2 separate regions of the Sus scrofa genome follow, and region 1 is linked to region 2. The links are chromatin contacts, called in public Hi-C maps. All regions are on one chromosome and are shown on one strand. The core of a region is the stretch at or near the end of the contact, and the rest is flanking DNA. Distances in the headings are between cores, read along the strand shown. Region 1 has its middle 99 kb from the start of CALM1. Region 2 holds the start of CALM1 (calmodulin 1).

Region 1 (7,403 bases), core at 1,828-4,327, 99 kb before region 2:
AACCATCTGACACCATGCTCCATGCATAGCCTCCCTGCAGGAACCAGGGCAAATACCACTAGCATTATTTTTTTATGTTTTATTTTTTGCTTTTTTAGGGCCACACCCATGACATATAGAAGTTCCCAGGCAGGGGTCGAATCGGAACTACAGCAGCCGGCCTACACCACAGCCACAGCAACGTCAGATCTGAGCTGCATCTATAAACTATACCACAGCTCATGTCAATGGCAGATCCTTAACCCACTGAGCGAGGCCAGGGATCGAACCCACATCCTCATGATTACTAGTCAGGTTCATTAACACTGAGCCACGATGGGAACTCCCACCGCTATCATCTTTTTTGTTGTTGTTGTTGTTGTTGCTATTTCTTGGGCCGCTCCCGCGGCATATGGAGGTTCCCAGGCTAGGGGTCCAATTGGAGCTGTAGCCACCAGCCTACGCCAGAGCCACAGCAACTCGGGATCCGAGCCGCGTCTGCAACCTACACCACAGCTCACGGCAACGCCGGATCGTTAACCCACTGAGCAAGGGCAGGGACCGAACCCGCAACCTCATGGTTCCTAGTCGGATTCGTTAACCACTGCGCCACGACGGGAACTCCCCACTGCTATCATTTTTAATGCCCTCTATATGTATGAGTAAATGGTCCTACCAGCTTATACTCACATTGTAGGCTGTGACTGAGTCTGCTCAGTACTTGGGGCCTTGACCACTTGGAGGGTGGTTTGTAGCCAGCTAAAACCCCAAATCTGGCCTTTCTGTTGTTTGGCCATCTTGAGGCCATTCCAGCCTCACAGCATCACCCATTCTTACTGCTCTGGTTTGTGCAGGTGCCTGGGAGACACAGGTGTCCTGCGGGGATGACTCCATTGTCCACAGAGAAACCTTATCACAAAGGGAAGTCCTTATTATTCATTCATCAAATGACCCATCTACCAAAAGATGCCTACTCTGGGCCAGCACAGCTTTCTGGACCCCTGCCCTGCCCAGTGCCCCAAGACCGCTCCCAATGGTAGTGGGATCATGAGTCATCTCCCTCTCTGTGCCTCAGTTTCCTTACCTGCTTAACAGGTAAGAAAGGGTTTGAATGACTGAAGCCTGATCGTTTGTAACCTCAAATGTTGCCAAGTTTAGGAATAAGAGGCATCTCTCCCAGAGAAACAGTGGGAGAGCTGGGGGTTAAGGAACAGATTAGTGTGAAGCACCTGACACAGAAGATGCTCAAGTCACAGTGAGGCTTGGGGAGCTTAACACTCGGGAGTGGGGGGAGCTTAGCAGCTCCTTTCCAAAAAGTAGAGTTTGGAACACAGAAAAATCATAATGCTACCATGAGGAACCTGGCAGACACCACCTTAGCCTAGGGATCGAGGTCAACCTCCCCAAGGGCTGACATGTACCCCAGACAGGACGGGATGAGATGGCACTTCACCCCTGTGGTTTTCTTCCCCTAAACCCACAACCCCAGTCTAGTCCTGAGAAAACCTTAGAAGAACCCAAAGTGAGGAGCTTTCTACAAAATATCTGACAACACTCCTCAAAACTGTCAAAAGCATGAAAAACAAGGAAAGTCCGAGAAACAGACCCAAGCTAGAGGAACCTATAGATACATAACAGTATAATGTGGTGTAAGTCCCAATATAATGTGGTGTAGGTTCCAAGACGTCCAAGGGACATGGATATAATGGATTGGTGACATCAGAATAAAGCTGAGAGTTTAATAGCCATATACCAGGGCTGCTTCCGCAGTTGTGACAAATATACCAGATAACATAAGGGGTTAATATTAGGGGAAACTGCGTGAGGCATATATGGGGATCTATGTTATCTTTGCAACTTTTCAGTAAATCTAAAGCTATCTCAGAATTAAAAGTTTCTTTAAGAGAGAAGTGCGATCTGTGCGACCAAGCACATGAAAAGAGGCTCATCATTCGTCATGCGGGAAATGCCAATCCAAACCACAATGAGATACCACTTCACCCCCACCAGGGTGTCTATAATCAAAAAGACAGACAATAACAAGTGTTGGCTCAAATGTGGAGAAACTGGCGCCCTTGGGTGTTGCTAGTGGGAGTGTGAAATGATGTAGCCGCTCTGGAAAACAGTTTAGTAGTTTCTTAAAAAGTTTAGCATTGAGTTACCCAGAAATTCCTTTCTTGAGTAGTTACCCAAAAGAAAAGGAAATATCTGTCCCTGCAAAGACCCGTACGTGTCCGTTCAGAGCTGCTTTACTCCTAACAGCCCTAAACTGGAAACAGCTCAGATCCCCATCCACAGATGAACGGAGAAACAAATTGTGGTCCAGCCACAAAATGGGATACTCCTGGCAAGAAAAAGGAATGGGCTGTTGGCACACGAGAACATGGATGGATTTCAACGTCATGATGATGAGTTTGAGAAGCCACTCAAAAAAAGAAAACCGACTTCATGATTCCATTTACAGAAAACTCTAGAAAATGCAATGACTACTCAATAGGACAGAAAGCAGACTTGTGATTGCGGGGGACAGGACGGGACTGAGAAGGGCAGAGAGGGGCAGGCAGGTGGGGTTACAAAGAGGATGAGGCAAGTTTGGGAGATGACAGATATAGTCACTGAATTGTGTTGATGGCTTCATGGGTTTAAACATAGGTCAGAACATATCACATTGTACTATTTAAATGCGTGCAGTTTATTACGTGTCAATTATAACCCCCAAAGTTTTTTTTTTTTTTTTCAAGAGAAGCCTGAGGATGGGGACAGGGCCATATGGCCTTAGTCTCACCACCTGTGATTTGAGGGGATGGTGTGTGTCCCATATCCCCTGAAAGCCAGGGGTGAAGAGGTGCCAAGGTGAGGCCTGGCCTGGCAACCCTGGGCTGGGCAGCTGGGGGGCCCTGGCAATGTGGGTCCCCTCCCAGTGGAGGGGAGATCCCTTACTCCCCCTTTTTTCCTTCTAAAGAAAAAAAAAAACAAAAAACACAAGATCCTACATATACTTTGGGGATTTTTCAACACAATTGTCTAAAAATAGCCTGGGCCACCGCAGCTCGATTCCTTTTTAGGAAGGATTTCGGCATCCCAGCCTGTCCTGGCGGCCGGCTCAGGAAGTAGAGGCTCAGCAGGGCAGGGCCTGGGGCAGGGGCCGGGGACCAGAGCCATGGGGACCCTTCCCTTGCTCAGGCCCGGCCCACCTCCTGTCTCCCACCTCTCAAGAGCCAGGTGGCCCAGATCACAGGGCATAGCAAGGCAGCCACCTGCTTCCTCGCGGCTCGCTGGGCACCACCTCCCCCGGGGCTGGGCCCACAGCCCCAGTGCCTCTCAGCCCCTGTTATAGTGCCCTGTGTGGCATGGCTGTGCCTCAGTTTTCCCATCTTGGAAGCAGAGTGCTCCGCTACCTAGCCCTGCTTGCCCCAGGGCTGGACCGTGCCCACTGGGCCAAGGGTATGGATGGCCCTGGCAAATGGTGCACACCTGCCCTTCCCTGTGGTGGAGCCCAGAGGGCAGGCTCGAGGAGGCTGTGCCCTGGCCAAAGGCCCCCCTGAGCTGGCCCTGAACCCTAGCACACTTTCTTTCCTGGGGCCGTGGGCTTGTACTCCCCCTGGGGCTGTGACAGTTAAAGAATATGATGGGTGAAGACCTTGCACAGGTGACAGTGCCCAGGTGTGCTAACCACATTCCATGATGAATGACCCTCCCACCAAACCTGAGGCTGCTGCTCATATGATGCCCTGTTAGGGATGAAGCTGTAGCCCCCCAAGTTCATATGATGACATGCTAACCCCCACTGTCTCAGAATATGATTCTATTTAGAGACAGGCCTTTAAAAATGTGAAAGAAGAGTTCCCATCATGGCGCAGCGGAAACGAATCCAGCTAGGAACCATGAGGTTGCAGGTTTGATCCCTGGCCTCACTCAGTGAGTTAAGGATCCGGAGTTGTCATGAGTTGTGGTGTAGGTCACAGATGCAGCTCGGATCTGGCATTGCTGTGGCTCTGGCGTAGGCTGGCAGCAATAGCTCTGATTAGACCCCTAGCCTTGGAATCTCCGTATGCCATGGAGATTAAAAAAAAAAAAATTAAAAAAAAAAAAAACAAAACATGAAAGAGTTACCTGAGGTCACATGGGTGGACATGGACCAATATGACAGAGGAAGACTGGGAAGCAAGAAGAGGAGATTAGGACACAGGCACATGCAGAGGGACGACCGTGGGAGGACACGGACAAGGCAGGCGTTGTCTCATCAAAGAGAGAGAGACCTCAGAGGAAACCAACCCTGCTGACACCTTGACCTTGAACTTCTAGCCTCCAAGACTGTGAGAAAATAAATGTCTGTTGTTTAAGCCTCCAGTCTGTGTACTTCGTTGGGCAGCCCGGGCAGCCTGGTAGGCGCCCTATTATGGATGAAAAGGCCAGGGTTTGGAGAGGTAAGAAAGGTACCCAGTGTCACATAGCTGGTGAGCGCCTGAGCAGCACATGAAGCCAGGACCATCTGTCCCCCAGGCTCTTTCCACCTTCCCCTGGAAGGAAGAGCGTTGCTCTCTGCCTGTCCCCCAATGAGCGCAGGTGGTGAAGGGGATCCTGCCATTGAGGGGGCCCATTTACCTCTCCCACAGGTGGCCCAGGTCGCCACCCCCACCCCAGGTGAAGAGAAGCAGGAGGGACAGTGTGATGGACACAGGAGGCTCAGGACCCTCAACCTGCCAGCAGGTGCTCAGCTGAGCAGGGTCGGGTGGAGCTTGGCACCCAACACCCTTTCCCCTGCCACTGCCTCCTGGTCCTCAGCCCCGTGGGGTCCAGGCTCTGCCCCTGCCCAGGGACCTCGTCAGGATGGGGCCTCCTGCACAGCTCTTCCCAACTCACCCCAGGAGGACGGCTGGCAGGTGAGCCAGGAGCTCTGCTCAAGAGTGCCAGGCACAGGGTCCATCACGGTGGGGAAAAGTGGGTATTTCAGGCCCTGCACCTGTAGCCAGAAGGAGTGACAGAGGGAGCAGAGGAAGAGTCTGCGCTTGGAGCCCGCAGGTCTAGGGGCAACTCCACCGCCCTACTATGCCGCATTCAAAACATATACTGTCCCCCGGTTTCTTCATCTGTAAAGTGGGGAGATGCTCCCTAGGCCGTTGGAAGGACAGGCCAAAGTGTGCTTTTCCTCTCCTCTCCTCTCCTCTCCTCCCTCCCCTTCCCTCCCCTTTGCCTTCTCTCCCTTTCCCCCGCAGAACCGAGGGCTAGAAGCTCGTAGGTCACAGTACACACAGAGACACGCACCAAGGCATGCACACCCACCCGTGGTGCACACTCTTGCTCACACACCCAGGCATGCACCAGGCACACACACACCCTTACAGCACAGAGGGGTGAAGGGGGCTGGGCTGTGACTCCCGCTTCCCACCTCCTCTCAGTCTTCAGGCCTGCCTCCCCAAGGGCTGCTGTTGCCATGGCAACCAAGGCAGGCTCAGGGTCTGGAGCCAGAAGACCAGCTCCCCCATCATCCAGGTGCAATTAGTTTCACAGGGCGCTCGGGAGGGCAGAGGATGGTGTGGAGCCCGGCTGTGGCTGCAAGAAGGTATTGAGGAGGCCTGCCCTGCCCTAACCCCCCCTCCAAGAAAGTGCAGCTCCCCTGGGGCACAGATGATGGGGGCAGGCTTCGGAGGAGAAGCTTCAGAGACCAGGAAAGGCCTGTGGCTGGGAGAGAGAGGAAGCCACAGCAAGAGCCCAGGCCATGTCTCCGGCCACCTCCACGCCCAGCCAGGACCAGCACCTACAAGAAGTGGCCCCAACTGCTGTCCCTGTGTCCTCCAGCCAATGGCTGCCCTCCCACTCCTCCAGGTGGGTTTCCCTAAGAGGGCTTCCCCTGAGCTCTGCTTTTCCCTTCTTTTCATTTTTCCTTTTTCCTTCTCTTTTTTCTTTTTACAGCCACGTCTGCGGCATATGGAAGTTCCAGGGCTCGGGGTCGAATCGGAGCTGCAGCTGCCAGCCTACACCACAGCCATGGTAACTCCAGATCTGAGCCACATCTGTGACCTATGCGGCTGCAGCATGGGACAACGCCAGATCCCTAACCCACGGAGCGAGGCTAGGAATCGAACCCGTGTCTTCATGGACACTATGTCAGGTTCTTCACCTGCTGAACCGCAATGAGAACGCCTCTCTTCTTTTCAAAGTGCCCTCACTGGTCCCTGCATCCTCATGGACCCCTGCCTGTCCTTCCTCTCCAGCAGAGAGCCTCCAAATTGGGGGAGGTGCTCTTTCCATCACGACCACACCGTTTGCCTTTTAACTGCACTTACCCCTCTTTGAAGAGCTTTACATGGATTACCTGAGCCCTTTCCATTTCTTATCCAAGGTCCCCGCCAGAGCGTCCAGGTGCTGGGACGGCCCAGCCTGCCTGCATCTCATTGCAGGGCCGCATCCCCCAGGCTCCTCCTATACCTTTCCCAGCTGGCCCTGGGGGCGCAGGAGGCGGCAGAGACTGCAGGACTGGGTCCGCTTCTCAGCCCCGGCCCTGGACCCTGGAGTCAGAGACCTTGGGTTTGAGTCCTGACCCCACCATGTGCAGCAGTGTGACCTTGAGTCTGTCCCTTGTCCCAACTTACTCCTCTGTAAACGGGCGAGTAATAAAAGCACTTCATTTGCCAGTTTGTTGTAAAAACGAACTTCGGTCATGTATTGAAAACTCAGCCTGAGTCCCCACTCGCAGTGAGCAGCTGCTGAGGATCACAGTTTAGGCTGGAGGCAGCGAGAAGCAGGAGGTGTGTGTTCCAGCCACCCCCCCACCCCCCCACCCCCCACCCCCGCCACCCCTCCCCACCCCCCGGGCCATCAGAGCACCTTGTCTGGGCTACAGTGTCTCCACTCAGGGCTGAGAAATCCCCCAAGGGCCCCTTTCTCCCTGCTGCGATGTCCTCTACAGGCCAGGTGTGTGGCACACGGGGACCACAGGGAATGTGGCAACAGTCAAGACTGTCCCACCTGCTCTGTGACATCAGGCAGGTCACTGCTCGCAGAGCTCGGTGGGTTGCTTGTCATGTGAGAGGCTCAGGCTGGTGCTGGCCCCTCTCGAACACCATTGGGGACTGTGTGACACCGCAGAGCCCTCAGGCGGCCCTCCCCACTGGGGCCTGCTCTGTGCCAGGTGCTGGGTGGCCGTCCCCCAGGGGCCAGCCCCTCCCTCAAGGCCTCCTCCAGGGCTCAGCTGGGCTCAGCTCCCCAGCTGGACTGCAAGGACCCAGCCATAACCAGCCTCTTCTGCCCCACGCTGCCCACATGCCCCCGGCCCCACCCCCAGAAGTTCTCCCCGAGTTCCTGGGAGAGGGCCAGTGGCCCTGGCGTGTGACGGTGTTTGGCTTTGTCCTGTCAGAAGAGCAATTTTTTCCTCTCCTTGGCTGTACTTTCTTTTAATGACTGTTTGGCTCTGGGCCGAGGCT
Region 2 (6,760 bases), core at 2,086-4,585:
GAATAGCAAGTAGAAGCTCTCATGGTGAATTACTGAAAAGAAACTGGGGCATAAGAATTCTAAACTACATGTTTGAATAGCATGCTCAATGCAATCTCATCACATACACAAAGCCTAGCACACCACGAAGCACAGTCAAATACTGAAATATTCTTAGTTCCAGCTCCTTTCACATTATCTACAAAATACTGACAAGGACTAACACTTGACCTAAATTCTCTTATTGTTTTCATTTAAATAAATTCTTAGAAAACTGCTCAGACTCTAGGGGGGAGGGGACACAGGAGTCACCAAAACTAAGTCTACCTAGTTCTGGGCTATTGAAACCCCCTTAAGTCAACAACTTACCAGCAATCTGTTCTTCGGTCAGCTGATCAGCCTACACAGAAAAAGAAAAGGAGACTTTGAGATCAACACAGTTTTTCCAATTACACTTTTAATAGTGATCATTCAAAAAAACCCTGAAAACTTTAGCACTGTCATTCAATAAAAACAAGAGAACCCTTTATGCTATTTTAAAAACAAAGGATGACAGGAAGTGACAGCATCTCATTTCAGGTTTTCTTTTCTGGACCTATGGACTGGACGGCTGTGTGCTCTGAGGTCTAACTACGAAGGGTCAGTAAATAATTTGAAAAATGGCACCTCTAGTGGCAAAAGGCCCATTGCATCAGCTGCAGGGGCACCTCTGAGAAAGAAGAGCGCCACCTACTGCGCCAGGGCCACCGCAGTCCCTTCTTCCATTCAAGAAGGGACCCAGCCGCTGCAGCCAGGATCAGGTCCAGGGGCAGGCTTTTAGTGCACCTTGCGCATTGCTGCGGGCGCTCCAAATCTCCAAATTGGCGTTACATAATGGCACTGGTTTGGATTAACAGGCTTTTATATCTACTTATGGGATACAATTAGGTGGAAAAAATAAATACATTAGCAATGGGTTACCCTACCAACTTCATTTCCATGTAACAAATGCTCTCCATTCGTTTAAACTAGGCAGTTATTTGTTTAAAAGCCTCAAATTATCCCAAGATTCAGAAGCCAGGGAAAAACAGAATGGTCCTACAACCAAGCTGTTACAAAACTGCAAAAATGAAGTACAAAGAAAACTATATTTAAGGAGTCCATACCCTCTCTTTTCTAGAAAAGAACTTTTAACTTTGCTAGAAGATATTTACTCTACCCACTTAGACGACATAAAAGCTGCTTACAGTAAACATACTTTACTAGAGGTGGTAATGGCCACGAAGGTAATTCTCACTTGTATTATTTGGTCTCTGACACACTGAACATGTGCCTCCAGCCAGGGGAATTCCAGATCTCAAAGAGAGCTAATACGTATTTTAATTTTAATGAAGGATGCCTAATGAAGCCAGTTCCAAAACAAGTCCGAAGAGAAAGCTGACAGCATTAACTTTATCCTAATTCCTAAATAAAAACTTTCACAATAGGAATGATGTTCCAATATATCGATGGGGGGGCATTCATTTTTTCAAATTAGAACTGAATCTTCCTTCTTTTCTATCCCAATCACAGCAAGTTGGTTTTCTTTATACTCATGAAGGAGACATGATGATTTATGTAATGCCAGGGCAATGTCTGTCTTGTACAACAGGAAGCGCTGCCACACCTCGCAAGAGGAGCTGTCACTTCACCGGGGAGACAGTCTCATCTCGCCGCAAAATTCTCCTATCAGCGTGGTTACCGAGAACATCCGTCTTCCTCAACAAAGAAATACACCCTCATCATCAAATGGCGTTGACTTGGGGGCAAAGGTACGCCTGAACCTGCCCCGGAGCCTCTCCTCACCCCGCCAAACCAGAAAACACTGCGGGTGATGTCAGCCCTGCTGGCCCAGGGAGGAAGGGGGCTGTGGAAAACACACCCAGCAAGGCGTACAGGCGCATCTGGCAATCTAGAGGCCGCAGAAAAAGCGGAAACGTGGACGGCATCTCCCCTCAGACTGGGAAGCGCGGCGGGGTGGGGGAACGCCGGGCGAGGGGCCAGGCAGGGAAGCACAGCCCCCGATACTGGCGGGTTCAAGGGGTCCAGGCGGCCCGCGGGGTGGGAGGGGCGCCGCCCCTCCCAGGCCAGGGAGACCCCTACCTCCACCCCAACTCCCGGGCTGCGCGGCGGGTGGGGGCCAAGTCTGCCCCGCGCCTCCCACCCCCTTCTGCTCCCCCAGGCGGCGAAGCCGCCGCGCCGCCACCTCCTCCCGGAGCAGAAACTTTGCGTCTCTACTGGAAACCGAGACGCGCGCCAGCTTCTTCCTCCCCCGCCGCCCCCCACCCGCCCCAATTAGCGCGAGCCGAGCGCCTCCCGCGGGAAGGGACCTCCTGGTGTACCGAGGCCCACGCACATCTTTACTGCCGCACTGGGTGGGGGGCTGCAGGAGTGCGAAACAGGGAGACACGAGACCCGGCCACAAGGCAGGGCCCCGCCCGGGTGCAGGGCGGCAGGCCCGCCGCTTCCGCCCTCTCCGCCCCCCACCCCGCGCCTTCCTGCCCCCACCCCACCCTTCCCCGACTCCTTCCTTCCCAACCCACGCCCGCGCCGCGCCCCCCGGGAGGGAGGAGGAAAGCGCGCGGGGAGAGGGCGCCGGGAAGGGACCGCGATGGGGGTGGGGGGGGCAAGGCTGACGGCGCTCCCCACGCCCGGGCTGGAGCAGCGTGCGCCACCGGCTCGCTCCGACCCATTCATTCTCCGCAGCCCGCCCGACCGGCCGCCTCAGTGCCTGGGTCTAGTGCCGGGCCCCGCCCGGCTCCCCCGCCCCCCGGGGCCCCGACCCAGGCAGAACGCTGCGGGCAGCCTCGGGTGCGGCGCGCTGGATGCACAGATGCGGGGCTGGGGGAGGGGGTGGATGCAGAAGGCTCCGGAGCAGCCGGGGCTAGAGCCCCTGCCCAGGGACAGCCCACGGCCAAGTCCAGCTCCAAAGAGAGATCAAAATTTAAATGAAGATCCCCGGTCGAGGAAACCAAGATGCAAATTCGAATGCATCCTAAACCGCAGCTGCTGCGTAACACCCGGAAAAGAAAAAGAAAAAAAAAAAAAAACACCAAAAAAAGAAAAAACAGACTGAACTAAAAATCGGGGAAGAAATGATGGGCTGGCAGCCGCTACGCCGGTGTTTGCCACTCCCGACCTACCATGGTGTGAACGAAGGGAGGAAGAGCAGAGAGCGCGAAGGTGGCTGCACCAGCGCAGGGGCTGTGACCGCAGGGGTGCCTCCGCTACCGCCGCTACTGCTGCTGCTAGGTGTGCGCTGAGCGCTATGCCGCCTGCGCCGCCGCCGCCGCCTGCGCCGCCGCCCAACTACGAGTAACGGCGCCGCGTCCGCGAGGCTGTCACCACCGCTGCCGAAGAGCGAGTCTGTGCCTCGCGGTATATATAGGGCGTTCGGTATCCCTCCGCCGCGGCCTCGGACGCCTGGCTCAGAGCTGCGCTGTGAGGGCCGGACCTTGCCTGCTTGGCCCCGCCCCCTGGCGCGCCAGGCCTCCCGCGGCCTCCCGCCGCTCCCTGCGCGCCGGCTACTGCGGGGTTGGGGCTCGCGGCTGGGACCCGCGACCTGGAAGCGGAGGGTTACGAGAGAGGCGTGGTGGTCGCAGGACCGGTGCTGGGCAGAGTCCCCGCAGATGCCTACCAAGGCGGGGCGAGGCCAGAACATCTGCATAGCCTCCACTTGGGGCGGCCCTGGGCTTCAGAAGCCAACCGCCCCTCACCCCAGCCCCACCACTCCTGTGGGACCCCAACCTCATATCTCCTACGGCTCCGCTGGGGCATTGGGGTTCCCCTGGCCCCTTGCCCCGGGGTCTTCCGCTGGCTGCCTCTGCTGGGGAGCTGCGGACGGTCCTAGAGTTAGGGTAGGGGGCGGCCGCGGGGAGCTAGGGACACAGGCATTGACCGCACACCTTGAGGAGAGGGGTCTGGAAGGGATAAGCGGTTTTCCTCATACTTTGAAGTAATGTCAGACTAATGTATAGTCAATTGCTAAATCTATGTCGTGCTCATATGCTTAGCCAGTCATTTTAATGTTTTTACGTTTCCACTGAGTTTGGGGGGGGTGTTTTTTGTTTTCGTGTGCCTGAATAATCTTCCTCCCCTACTGTTTTTTTCCTATGGAAAGTACTATTCATCCTGACTCCAGTCTTACTGAAATGAATGTTCTTGTGCATCTTCTATAGACTTTAAAACCCATGCTTTGAATTTGGGGGGGTAATTTTCCTGGTCCTGAGAGAGATCCGATCTTTGTTCATAAATCCATAGAAATAAAGATAGAAAAAAATTGGTATTTGGAATCCCCTAGACCACAGCTGGAACACACAGCTAATTGACTCCACTATGGAGCTAGACAATATTCTAACGTACAATCTTAATTATATTCCTTTTCAAGTATTTTAGTCTTTAAGTATACTAATGCTTTAAATTTTCTGTAAACTAGAAAAAGGACAATATCAGTTATAAATCTGAGACCCTGAACTTTGTAAAAAATTTGACAAAATGCTGCAGTTTCTTTTCTTGCCAAGGCAGAGCACAGAATTTGATCTTTTGTTTACAGGGCCTGGGCAACCGTTGCAAGTTATCATTTGCTTAATCTTTCAGAGGATGTGGCAAAGTTTGGGATTGAGAAGCTCCACCACTAGGAAGGGCTTGGCTTGGTTATATTTGTTCCTGGCTTTGACAAAACCTGCAGAAAGATGTTTTAAAATAATGGAAAATGTTCAGGCACATTGCAGATGCCCCAGGACTCTTGGGATAATCTCAGACAAGTATCTGTGGAACTGTTCTTACTGATCGATGTTCCTTCTGGAATGCTGAAAGAGTGATCTTGCTATATGATTTAAAGAGAAGCTGCAGCAGCAAGCCAGGGGATGGTGCTGGCCATCCCTCTGCAGATGAGAAAGACATCCTTCACTTCATACATCTGCTCATCACCATCATCTTTATTATTATTATTATTATTATTATTATTATTTTGTCTTTTTAGACAAAACACCCACGGTATATGGAAGCTCCCATATACACGGTAAATGTACCATGTGAAGGATTTGTCCATTGCACGAAGCACATTCTTCTACATAGATGATCATTGGGCTTCTCTTAAAAGTTTCTTTAATAAACTTCCTAATTTAGGGGTTGAATAGGAGCTACAGTTACAAGCCTACACCACAGCCACAGCAATGCCAGATCCAAGCTGAGTCTGTGACCTACACCATAGCTCACAGCAACACCGGATCCTTAACCCACTGAGCAAGGCCAGGGATTGACCTGGAGACCTCATGGATAGTAGCTGGTTTCGTTACTGCTGAGCCATGATGGGAACTCCCACTATTATCATCCTGTGTACAAAGGGGGAATGAAGTGTATTAATGGGAGAATTGGAAATAGAAAAATAGGGGGAAAGGGACTAATACAATCAATTTAAAGAACATTCAATAATACAGTGAGTTATAGTCTACATGGCCAAACACACTAAGGGAGTTTGTATTCTTTTGCCAGGCTTTTAGATAGTTAAATATATTTTAAAACTTTGTGTAAGTAGGTGGAAATAATGGCCTAAAAATAAAGTGATTAATTATTAAGGACTTGTTAACTTCTGATAATCTTCCATTCCTTATAATGAAGTTGCTACAATCTATGGTTTTGAAAACCAGGCATTCTCTAGTTTCTTCCTCTTTCTTTTAACCTATTTCACCCAAATAAAACACTTTGAAACTTTTTCATGACTTGACTTGCTAAAAACTGTATTTCAAAATTGTTTTACTTATTATTATATAGTCCATTACTGTGATTCTTCATATTTTACCTGCTAGAGTTCTCCTTTGGTAATTCTTTAATGCATCAAAGCACATCACAGCTTTCAAGTGTACTGGATTTGTAATGAGGTCATGCTTTACTCAGTTTTATGGCTACTTTGACACTGAAACATAAGGCTAAGTGACTTGCCCAAAATCTTGCTGTGAGTCAATGATGGAACATAGAGTGTGAGTCCTTGCTCAGGGGACTCTCTAATATTAGATTATTTATTAGTGAAATTAATATCTGAATTTTTTTTTTTGTGTGTGTGTGTTTTTGCCATTTCTTGGGCCGCTTCTGCTTCATATGGAGGTTCCCAGGCTAGGGGTCGAATCGGAGTTGTAGCTGCCAGCCTATGCTGGCCTACGCCAGAGCCACAGCAACTCGGGATCCAAGCCGCCTCTGCAACCTACACCACAGCTCACGGCAACGCCGGATCGTTAACCCACTGAGCAAGGGCAGGGATCGAACCCGCAACATCATGGTTCCTAGTCGGATTCGTTAACCACTGCGCCACAACGGGAACTCCTATCTGAAATTTTTAAATGTACCATGTGAAGGATTTGTCCACTGCACGAAGCACATTCTTCTACATAGATGATCACTGGGCTTCTCTTAAAGATTTCTTTAAGTAAATAAACTTTCTAATTTAGGAAGAGACCAGCAATCAGGAAAATAAGCCACATTATTGTGAAGTCAAAATTTACTGAGATCCAAAAGCCTATGGAATATTTCATGATATTGAGAGAAAATGGTGATTGTTATTTAAATAATGTTAAACTGAAGAATTAGAAAGAATGTAGCCCCAAGCCAAGAATCTCAAGTTTGAATAGAATTTCTGTCACTGACCTGATCACTCCATCCATCTAACAGAAAGAATACAGACGTAACAATTATACCTACTCAGAGGGGGTTTGGCTTTAATCTAAAAAGCTTTTCCAGGAGTTGCCATTGTGGTTTAGCAGTAACCAGC

Evidence for each region. A called contact is a pair of places that touch in the nucleus more often than the background predicts.
Region 1: a Hi-C map of skeletal muscle shows a contact between it and region 2, with 5 times the contacts expected there. The contact joins the enhancer-like site here to the promoter of CALM1 in region 2. A contact is called at or near these places in 5 of 47 Hi-C or Micro-C datasets (brain, epiblast stem cells, liver and 2 more) and 2 of 2 datasets of contacts at active chromatin or transcription factors (alveolar macrophages and skeletal muscle).

The regions. Positions count from the first base shown.
Region 1 is chr7:112,255,940-112,263,342 of Sscrofa11.1, reverse strand. No RefSeq gene overlaps it. Among named protein-coding and RNA genes, the nearest start is that of CALM1, 99 kb to the right of the region's middle. Within about 2 kb of position 3,077, at least 18 of the 83 cell types and tissues checked have an H3K27ac peak or open chromatin away from gene starts, as enhancers often do. A contact at or near this core is called in retroperitoneal adipose tissue and skeletal muscle, where this site is marked.
Region 2 is chr7:112,157,398-112,164,157 of Sscrofa11.1, reverse strand. CALM1 (calmodulin 1) reads right to left here and starts at 3,335. Exons shown (of 6, transcript NM_001244210.1): 1 at 3,141-3,335; 2 at 349-379. The coding sequence starts at 3,143.